3 separate regions of the Zea mays genome follow, and all the other regions are linked to region 1. A link is a contact called in public Hi-C data. All regions are on one chromosome and are shown on one strand. Each heading gives the region's core, a stretch centred on a gene start, on an enhancer-like site or on the middle of the called end of the contact. The rest is flanking DNA. Distances are from core to core; before and after follow the strand shown.

What was found. Hi-C and Micro-C count contacts between places; a contact is called where the count stands out from the background.
Region 2: a contact with region 1 is called in a Hi-C map of ear, with 1.8 times the contacts expected there. The contact joins the promoter of LOC100384210 here to the promoter of LOC100192826 in region 1. A contact is called at or near these places in 3 of 25 Hi-C or Micro-C datasets (ear, endosperm and leaf).
Region 3: a Hi-C map of root tip shows a contact between it and region 1, with 3 times the contacts expected there. The contact joins the promoter of LOC100192942 here to the promoter of LOC100192826 in region 1. A contact is called at or near these places in 15 of 25 Hi-C or Micro-C datasets (bundle sheath, ear, endosperm and 6 more) and 1 of 3 datasets of contacts at active chromatin or transcription factors (leaf).

The regions. Positions count from the first base shown.
Region 1 is chr3:170,395,115-170,397,833 of Zm-B73-REFERENCE-NAM-5.0, forward strand. It overlaps LOC100192826 (putative RING zinc finger domain superfamily protein), which reads right to left and starts at 1,308. Exons shown (of 5, transcript NM_001138017.1): 1 at 983-1,308; 2 at 610-778; 3 at 435-501; 4 at 79-301. The coding sequence starts at 1,062.
Region 2 is chr3:170,568,789-170,571,507 of Zm-B73-REFERENCE-NAM-5.0, forward strand. It overlaps LOC100384210, which reads left to right and starts at 1,385. Exons shown (of 8, transcript NM_001322002.1): 1 at 1,385-1,926; 2 at 2,500-2,670. The coding sequence starts at 1,622.
Region 3 is chr3:170,526,054-170,528,772 of Zm-B73-REFERENCE-NAM-5.0, forward strand. LOC100192942 (exo70 exocyst complex subunit family protein) reads right to left here and starts at 1,306. Exons shown (of 2, transcript NM_001138123.1): 1 at 604-1,306; 2 at 1-512. The coding sequence starts at 1,250.

The sequences.
Region 1 (2,719 bases), core at 58-2,557:
TCCAGGCTCAGTCAGATATATTGTTGCTTAAATAATACACCCCCCAAACGGATAAGCAAGAGCGACAGGGAGCAATACCAGTCTCGGTAACAGTTGATGCACATGGCATGGTTGCAATTCGGAAGGACCATCTTGGTGCAGGTCTCCAGGCAAATGCCACACTCATCCTCCCTGTCATCTTCGGCAACAAGCTTCCGACCGCCGCCGCCGCCGGCGGCGGCAGCAGCAGACCACCCTTTGTCCTTGCAGTCCTTGTCCATCAAGTTGTCCTCCAGTTGTTGCAAGAAAGGGTATATGATAGCTGCATTCCATGGGGTCCCAAAACTATATTAAACCACTGCTGCAGCAGCAGCAGCAGCATCAACAAAAAAAAATCTTGAACAGAAAAAAAAAGCTTCTTAATCACTAGTTTCTATGGTGGATAGTAAGCATACTGTAGAATTCCTTCAGGCTCGCCCTCCTTTCTATGGTGGATATGGAGGCATCTTCATCGACATAAACCTGCGTGTTCAACCACCAAGACCGTGTCAACATTCAAAGCCTCAGGAGATACCAGTCAGTTCGTCGTGGATTCAGCAAACTCTCTCGGCAAGTGCTATTCGTCGGTACCTTGTAGACGAGAACCTCGAGCAGGCCAAGGTAGCTAGGGAGCGTGTATGACAGGGAGCAGCTGCAGTCCATCCATTGGATAAGGTTGAGAAAGATTGGAGCCATGGAGCTGTAGGACAGCCTCATCTGCACGCAGGCACCCCCATACGCCCTGTGTATAGCATGCGCCCTGGAGAAGAGAGAGGGGATTTTACCTATATTCATCAGTAAACGCATAGAACACGAGCCGAATACAATCGGGGACGGAAAACGAAAGGGCAAACTTTTCCCTACTCTACAGCTTTTCCAAAGAAAAATCAGGTAGCAAAGGAGAACGCCGAGAATCAAGAGAGTAGGAAATACAGGGCAAATTAAAAGGGAGGAGAGGACTTACAGGGTGTTGGCATGGTGGATATCAGCTTCAAGCGCCTTGAGAGACCCCCGGAGGGACAGAGGCCTGCCGCCATGGAACATGACTCCCTCTAGAACACAAAACGAAGCTCCTCTTCCGCTTCCTCCACCCCCCGCTATTCCAAGCTCTCAAGCCTATAAAAAACACACAGAGACTTGGGCAAGGCGCAGAAGGGGCGGGCTCGAGCTCAAGAAGCAACGAGCAAGCAAAAGCAAGGCAAGGAGAAGGCCAACAAGAAAAGAAACGATAGACGCAAGCTGCTCTGGTCTGGGTTTGTGGGAAAGTAGTTTTGGGGGAGGGAAACTGTGAAAGGGGGGCCCTTTGTCCCTCCTGCGTCCCCTTGGGTTTTTATATAAGCAAGGAGTGCAGGAGATGTCTTGGCAACTTGCAAATTGTTTTTGCTTGGTTTGCTTGACAAGAAGTGCAAAAGCTTTGGAATAAAGTTTGGGGGAGGGAAGGAGACAAAGGCTGAGGAAAAAAAAGCCTACACTGATAGAGGGCACTCATGGTGCTTAGATTAGGAGCAGTTATGGTGCCGTTCTGCTGTCTCCAAATTTCCACTCTTGCCCAATTGTTAAATTGTTTTAAGACAAAAAAATGACAAAAAATATATTGTAAGTGAAAAGCCTATACGAATAATTTATTTATATGATTTGGATTGTTTATTAAAATCTGGAACACAAAATGTTGCAGACGAGAAAGGTTCTGGAGCAGAATGAGAGAGAGAGAGAATGAAAAAGAGAGAATAATAGTGTGGATAGATTGATGACGGACGGATGGTGATAAAGGGTCGATGGACGGCTTGGGGTAGGGCTCAGATGACACGCAGAAAAAGAGGGGTCCGGTGGCGCAGGCGGCAGGTGGCTGGCTGAGCCTATCCACTAGCAGCACGGTGTGGGACCCGGCGCCGGTTTATGTGGGATCCACAATCATATTCCTTGTGATTCATTGTGGCCATGGAAAGAGATATCCATTATCTCCTGGCAGCACGGTTGCAGAGTTCTTTTAAAAGTATTGGATAAAGCTGTGTTGTTTGAATGCTCTACTGCTAAAAAATTGCTAGATAGCTAGCTAACTATACTAAAATTAGTTAATGGCTTAACTATTAGTTAGAATATTTGAATGTCTTCGGCTAAGAGCATCTCCAACAAAAAAAAAACTCTATATTTGAGTCCTTAAAATTAAAATAGGACATGACTTAAAATGTTTAGGGCCACAAGAACGTCTGTAACTCCAACTATCGAGCCATATATCAAATTTTTAGGAAATAAATAATGTTATTTAGGAGATAAAAGGTTAAAATAGTGTATAAAATGATATAGGACCTGAGATATCGAGCCCTATAATAGATTAATGATTCTTTTGTAAAATAAAGCCATGTCAGAGCATGTTTTTTTTATGTTAGAGTCCTATAGTTCAAAATATGACTCCGTTTAGCTCTAATTTTAGTAGCTAACAGTTAGCTCTAGTGCATTCAAACATAACATAAACGTTGTTCGCATTAAATTTTGTGCTTATATGAAAAGTGTACAATTCGAATTTATTCCCAGTCAAACAAGCTAACGTTTTTGCAAGAAAGAGTGCCAAAATTTATAATAACAGAGAGGTATTTTTTTAATATAAAAAGCTTGGTGAAAAGTAAGATAATCAGGCTCGGTACTACTACTACTACTCTGTCTTTTTTTTCCCGTGGTTTGTTTACCACCGTAAAGTTCCTGG
Region 2 (2,719 bases), core at 135-2,634, 170 kb after region 1:
ACAGGCTGTAGCCTACATACTAGTTTTTCAACCTAAATTGGACCACACAGGTACTCGGTGCTCCCCATGGATGTTGAATGACATAGAAGCCATGAGTGGCAGGCAAGTTGTAATGCAGGGTATTATTGCCAGAACTGCAGACAGAACCTTGATTGGAGTGTGATGATACTGAAAATCAGCTGCTTGCACATTGGAAACATGATGACATATCTGAATTACCTGAAACTGACAGGTTTGCACAAGTCCTTGTTGTTTTGTGCACTCTTTCTGTCAGCTGATCAGTAACTCTGACGATCAAAACCAGACCTCATCCTGTCCAATGTCTCCTGCAAAAATTAATATCCTCTACGTCGATCTGAAGATCGTTTGGTTAGCTTGATAGGGGAGATACGTCGAGGTTTAGCCCAATCTCAAGATTGGTTGCGTAGCTTGACAGGTTGATGTTCTGCGTTTACGGCCATGAATTCATGATCCTTTTTGATGGTCCGCGATGCCAAAGGAGGACACTGCTTCTGAAGATCGCTTAAACAAGATAGCTATGACAAACTGCAATTTCGGCAGTTGAATTCTTTTCAGCTCTTCGATTCTTGCCTCAGGAACCAACGAAACTGAACTGGTAAACAGAGCGCGCATATTCTGAGAAGATTGTTTACGCGAGCTTAGAAGATTTAACGAGTTTGAGTTTCGCTACATTGTTTTCCGTTTTCCGAGCTTTTTAGAGTACTACTGCTGTACACGCCACACGCCTTAGGCTGTCCGCACTCATGGAACCCTAAATTTCTACCTTAAAAGGAATATTTCATCCTGATCAGCAAGATTCTCTACTCTATCCTATAATTCTCCGCATTCATATTCACCTTAAATTTCTACCCTATACCAACTATCACATATTCTATTATTTATTTTTCACCTCTCTCCTATCCATACCCAGCTGCCAGCCAACGAGGAGAGGAGAGAGATTATAAAGGTTGGTGTTTACGCAGAGTTGGAGAGAGACAATAGAGTAACGTATAGGGTGATCCACTGCAGCCCTCCACTTCACTGTAAAATTTTAGCGCAGCCTTTCCAGCTCCCCACTGCGGGCAGCCTTAGAAGATTGTTTACGCGAACCACTGCAGTTGGCGTATTCTGAGAAGGCCGCGACTTCTTGAAGTCCTCACTCTGAGGCTGTCCGCACTGAAGGACTCGGCACGCTACGCTACAGAGATAGGGTTTACTCTACCTGCTGCAGTGGCCTACCTTTTGAGCTACGCTATTTTCCAGTAGTAGTGCTGGAACAGCATATGCAGAGTAGTACGGCATAAACCCTATGCACTGCTTGGGTAGTTGGGTGGAATGAAAGAGAAATAAAAAAATAATATAATATGTGATAGTTGGTATAGAGTTGAGATATAGAGTAAACATGACTGCAGAGGATTGTGGTATAGAGTAAACATGACTGCTGACGGGGATAGAATATTTCTCTTAGAGTAGAAATTTAGAGTAGTATGAGTGCGGTGAGTCTCTGACACTAGGGCGCACAAACGGACAACGAACCCAGCTCGAAAAGTTGTCCAGGAGAAACCGAAGGTCGGCGGGATCCGCTCTCCGTTCGGGCGCGAGATCCGCCATCCCACCAGCAATGGCGGCGGGGATCGCCGGCGCGGTGGTGGCAGCGCTCCTGCTTCTGTATCCGGCCAGGGCAGCGGCAGCGGCGGCGGTGGGGGAGGGGCGGCGGTTGCACACTCTGTTCTCGGTGGAGTGCGGCGACTACTTCGACTGGCAGGCGGTGGGGCTCCTCCACAGCCTCCGCAAGGCCCGGCAGCCCGGCGGCGTCACCCGCCTCGTCAGCTGCGCGGAGGACCAGCTCCCGTCCTACCGCGGCCTCCGCATCGGCCACACCCTCCAGGTCCCCTCCTTCAGCCGCCACCCACGCACCGGCGACTGGTAACCCTCGCCGTCACATACACGGACTATCACTCCCCTCGTCGCTGCACCTGCCACGTCTGTTCTATGTTTTTTTTTCTTCGGCAAATTGTAAGAACCAAACAGTGTTGGTTATTCCGATGACCTATTTCACGAGGAGAGGAGGCGTTTTGCTCGTGAAAATTGCTGTCTTGCTTCGGAATGGAATGTGCATTTTAGGTGGAATTGTCGTTCGGTCGAGAAATTTGGAAGCATTTCTGTGGGGGAAAAAACGATTCAGTTTGGTGAATAGAAATTATATGTTAGGAATAGAATTGTCCATCCATGGCCAAATGAACTGTCAAGCTCCAGCATATCAAATGAATGGTCTTTGTAGGTTTAGGTGCTGTGGTTGTGGTATTTTATTTGCCAGGGGTTTTGGATACAATTTAACATGTGTGCAGTCGGTTGTGGTTTTACACTTTTATTGTGATGAGAGATCCTAAATTAATGCCACACTTTGTTGAGTAGTTGGGCTTGCTATTTTTCAAGTTGAGCTTCCTTGTTTCAAATGAAAATGTCCTCATTGGGCATCCCGCCATATTTCGTGTGAAGGTACCCAGCCATCAACAAGCCAGCAGGGGTAGTGCATTGGCTAAAGCATAGTCCAGAGGCCGACAATGTTGATTGGGTTGTAATCTTGGACGCAGATCAGATTATTCGAGGGCCCATTATTCCTTGGGAACTCGGAGCAGAGAAAGGGAAGCCTTTTGCTGCTTATTATGGGTATGTTTTTACTTGTTCAGCTATTAACTCTGTATTATCCTTTTCTGTA
Region 3 (2,719 bases), core at 56-2,555, 130 kb after region 1:
GGTGCCTCGCCAGCAGCTCGACGCAGGTCATGGCGTCGCGTGTCAGCGGGTGGACGCCACCTGCGGCGCTCGGCGTGTGCGGGAACAGTGAGTCGCCTTGGATCTTGGCTATGGCGCCGCTGACCATGATCCTCACCGCGCCGGCCAGTTTCGTGAGGATACCTTGTGTCCGCTCCGAGATGGCCTCCTTGCGCGCGCCGCTGAGGAGGAGCAGGAGGCTGGGAGCGGCGTCGGTGAGAGCCTCGTACATGCCGAGCATGTACACGAGCTTCTCGTGCGACGTGATGCTGGTGAATCCGTTGGCGAAGTCGAGCAGGATCAGGATGCGGTTCTCCGCGATGGCCAGCAAGTATTCGTCCCTGAAACCGTCGAAGGCGCCTGGGTTCTGCGCGTACAGCTGCCTCCGCATGGCGACCATGGCCTTCCCTATGATCTCCGTCACCGTCGTCCACCGCTTGATCACGGCCTCAGTCGTCTGCTGCGAGCATTCGACCCGAAGAATTGACAAGAAACTGCACCGTGATCGTCGTCACTCAGTCACATCCGAGCATGGAAATCCATTCACCAGCAGGAAGCCAGAGAAACCAGAAGCGTCGAAGTTACCTGTCTAGCACATCGCAGGGAGCGTTGGCGAACGCCCGGAAGAGTACCTCGGTGCATCCGGCACGAACGACCCGAAGCGCGATCTCGTGAAGGACGGACACGCCTGCGGGGCAGATGAGATCGAGGTCGTCCCAGACCTCGGTGTCCAAGAGGGCCGCGACCTCGTGAGGCACGCTCGAGCTCGCCCTCGACCGGCTCCCGTCGGACGCGTCGACCACCCCGCCGGTGCCCGCCGAGCTGTTCCTTTCGCGGGCGCTGGGGAAGATCAGCCGTGATTGGTTAGTGGAGGCGAGCGAGAGCCTGTGGACGGCGCCGCGCAGCAGGGAGGCGTTCCAGACCCTGACGCGCAGGAACTCCTCCACCATGCGCGACGCGGCGGCGCCGACGGCGCTGTCCAGGCGGCGGCGCGCGGAGGCGGCCTCCGGGAGCGGGAAAGGGTTCTCCGCCGCCAGGAGGAGCACCTCGTCGACCGCCGCCAGGAGGCCTCTGTTGGTGTAGCTCGCCCCGGCGTCCCAGATGCCCGAGTCGGCGCCGGGTGAGCGAGTCCACTGGAGCAGGGCGTGCTCCGCGAGGGCGAGCCGCTCCTCCGCCTGCGTCTTCGGCGCGACGGCGACACCGAAAGCTGGCTTCCCAACGGCGGCCCCCATGCTTGATTGCGAGTGCGAGGACCCGAGTCCGCTGCGCGTTGCGGCGTTGCCGTGTGTGATTCAATATCCGAGAAGGAGATACTGGAGAGGTTAACTAGCATTACTGAGTTTTCAGGTCGCCTAGTGCAGACGGACGGAGGTAGACACCAAAAAGTAGGTAACAACACCGAACTTGACTCTCCCTGCCCCCGGTGTCAACTCCGCATGTGCTGTTTAGTTCGGATGAGATCTCTTGGCGCGGATAATGGTTACAAGTTATAATTATATTGAATAGTAGTATCTAGTATATTTGAATGAATTTAACCAAATAAAAGTATTATTATCTGTTACCCTATATAATCTATTTACGTTATGTTTTGGGTGAGCCAAACACCACCTTATTTTTTTTTAAAGATCGCCTCGCGTCCCGGCTCATCCCCGCCGTGTTCAGGCTGATTGGATTTGAAGATCCCCCGCCGTGTTCAGGCTGATTGGATTTGAAGTCGAGGTTGTCGGCTTTGCCCTAATTAACCAGACGCATGACAAACGCAGACAATCTGCTCCAATCCACCTCAATACATACAGATTTAGATCAATACTAGAACATACAAATTAGGTCAGATTAGTTAACCGTTCGTTCAACTCAGCCCCACCCAGGGAGGCGTTCTCAACTCACGACTTATAATTCTAGTTCCTAACTATTGTCACGTCAAATATATAAATATCAATTATGAGTATTAAATTTAGACTTAGAGACGGTTTGAATGTGTTAGAGCTAATTACTAAATTAGCTAGAGACATCCAAATAGATAAGTTAATTAAATTTAGACTTAGAGGCTGTTTGAATGTGTTAGAGCTAGTAGTTAGAGCGTCTCCAAGATACTCTTTATTTTTTTACTCTCTATTTAACTCTCTATTTGAGTTTGGCGAGGCATGAGTTAGTCATAACATTCATCTAAAAGGAAGTGTTAATAAACCCTATGAGAGGTTGTATGGAACAATGCCAAATGTATCTATGAGGAGCTCTAATTTTCTATATAATAGATATGTATCCTCTCATCATGAATAATAACAGTAAGAAAAAAGATCATCCACTGTCGTTTCATATCTCTCGTGTTTACACCATTTTGGAAAAGAAATGGAGAATTGTTTCGTTCTCCCGCACATTTAAATAGTAAAAAAAGCTAAAGCTATGCACATACGAGAATTCAAACCATGGTTCTTAGCTTCAAACTCACACTAGACAGTTGCTCGTGCTTTGCTACGGTTTTTATATATCATATAAATATGTATTGGGATACTTATTCAAATATAATTATTGTTTATTTCTAAACATTAAGGTACGTGCGGTATGGTGGTTAGCCTTAAATTTTTGGAGCAAGGGGCGTGGATTCGAGTGCTCGATTTGCATTATTTTTACGCGATGTGGTAGGGTCGGGTGCTGGGCAGATGCAGAAGCTGGTTGCGTGGCTGCTGGAGGTCCACAGGGC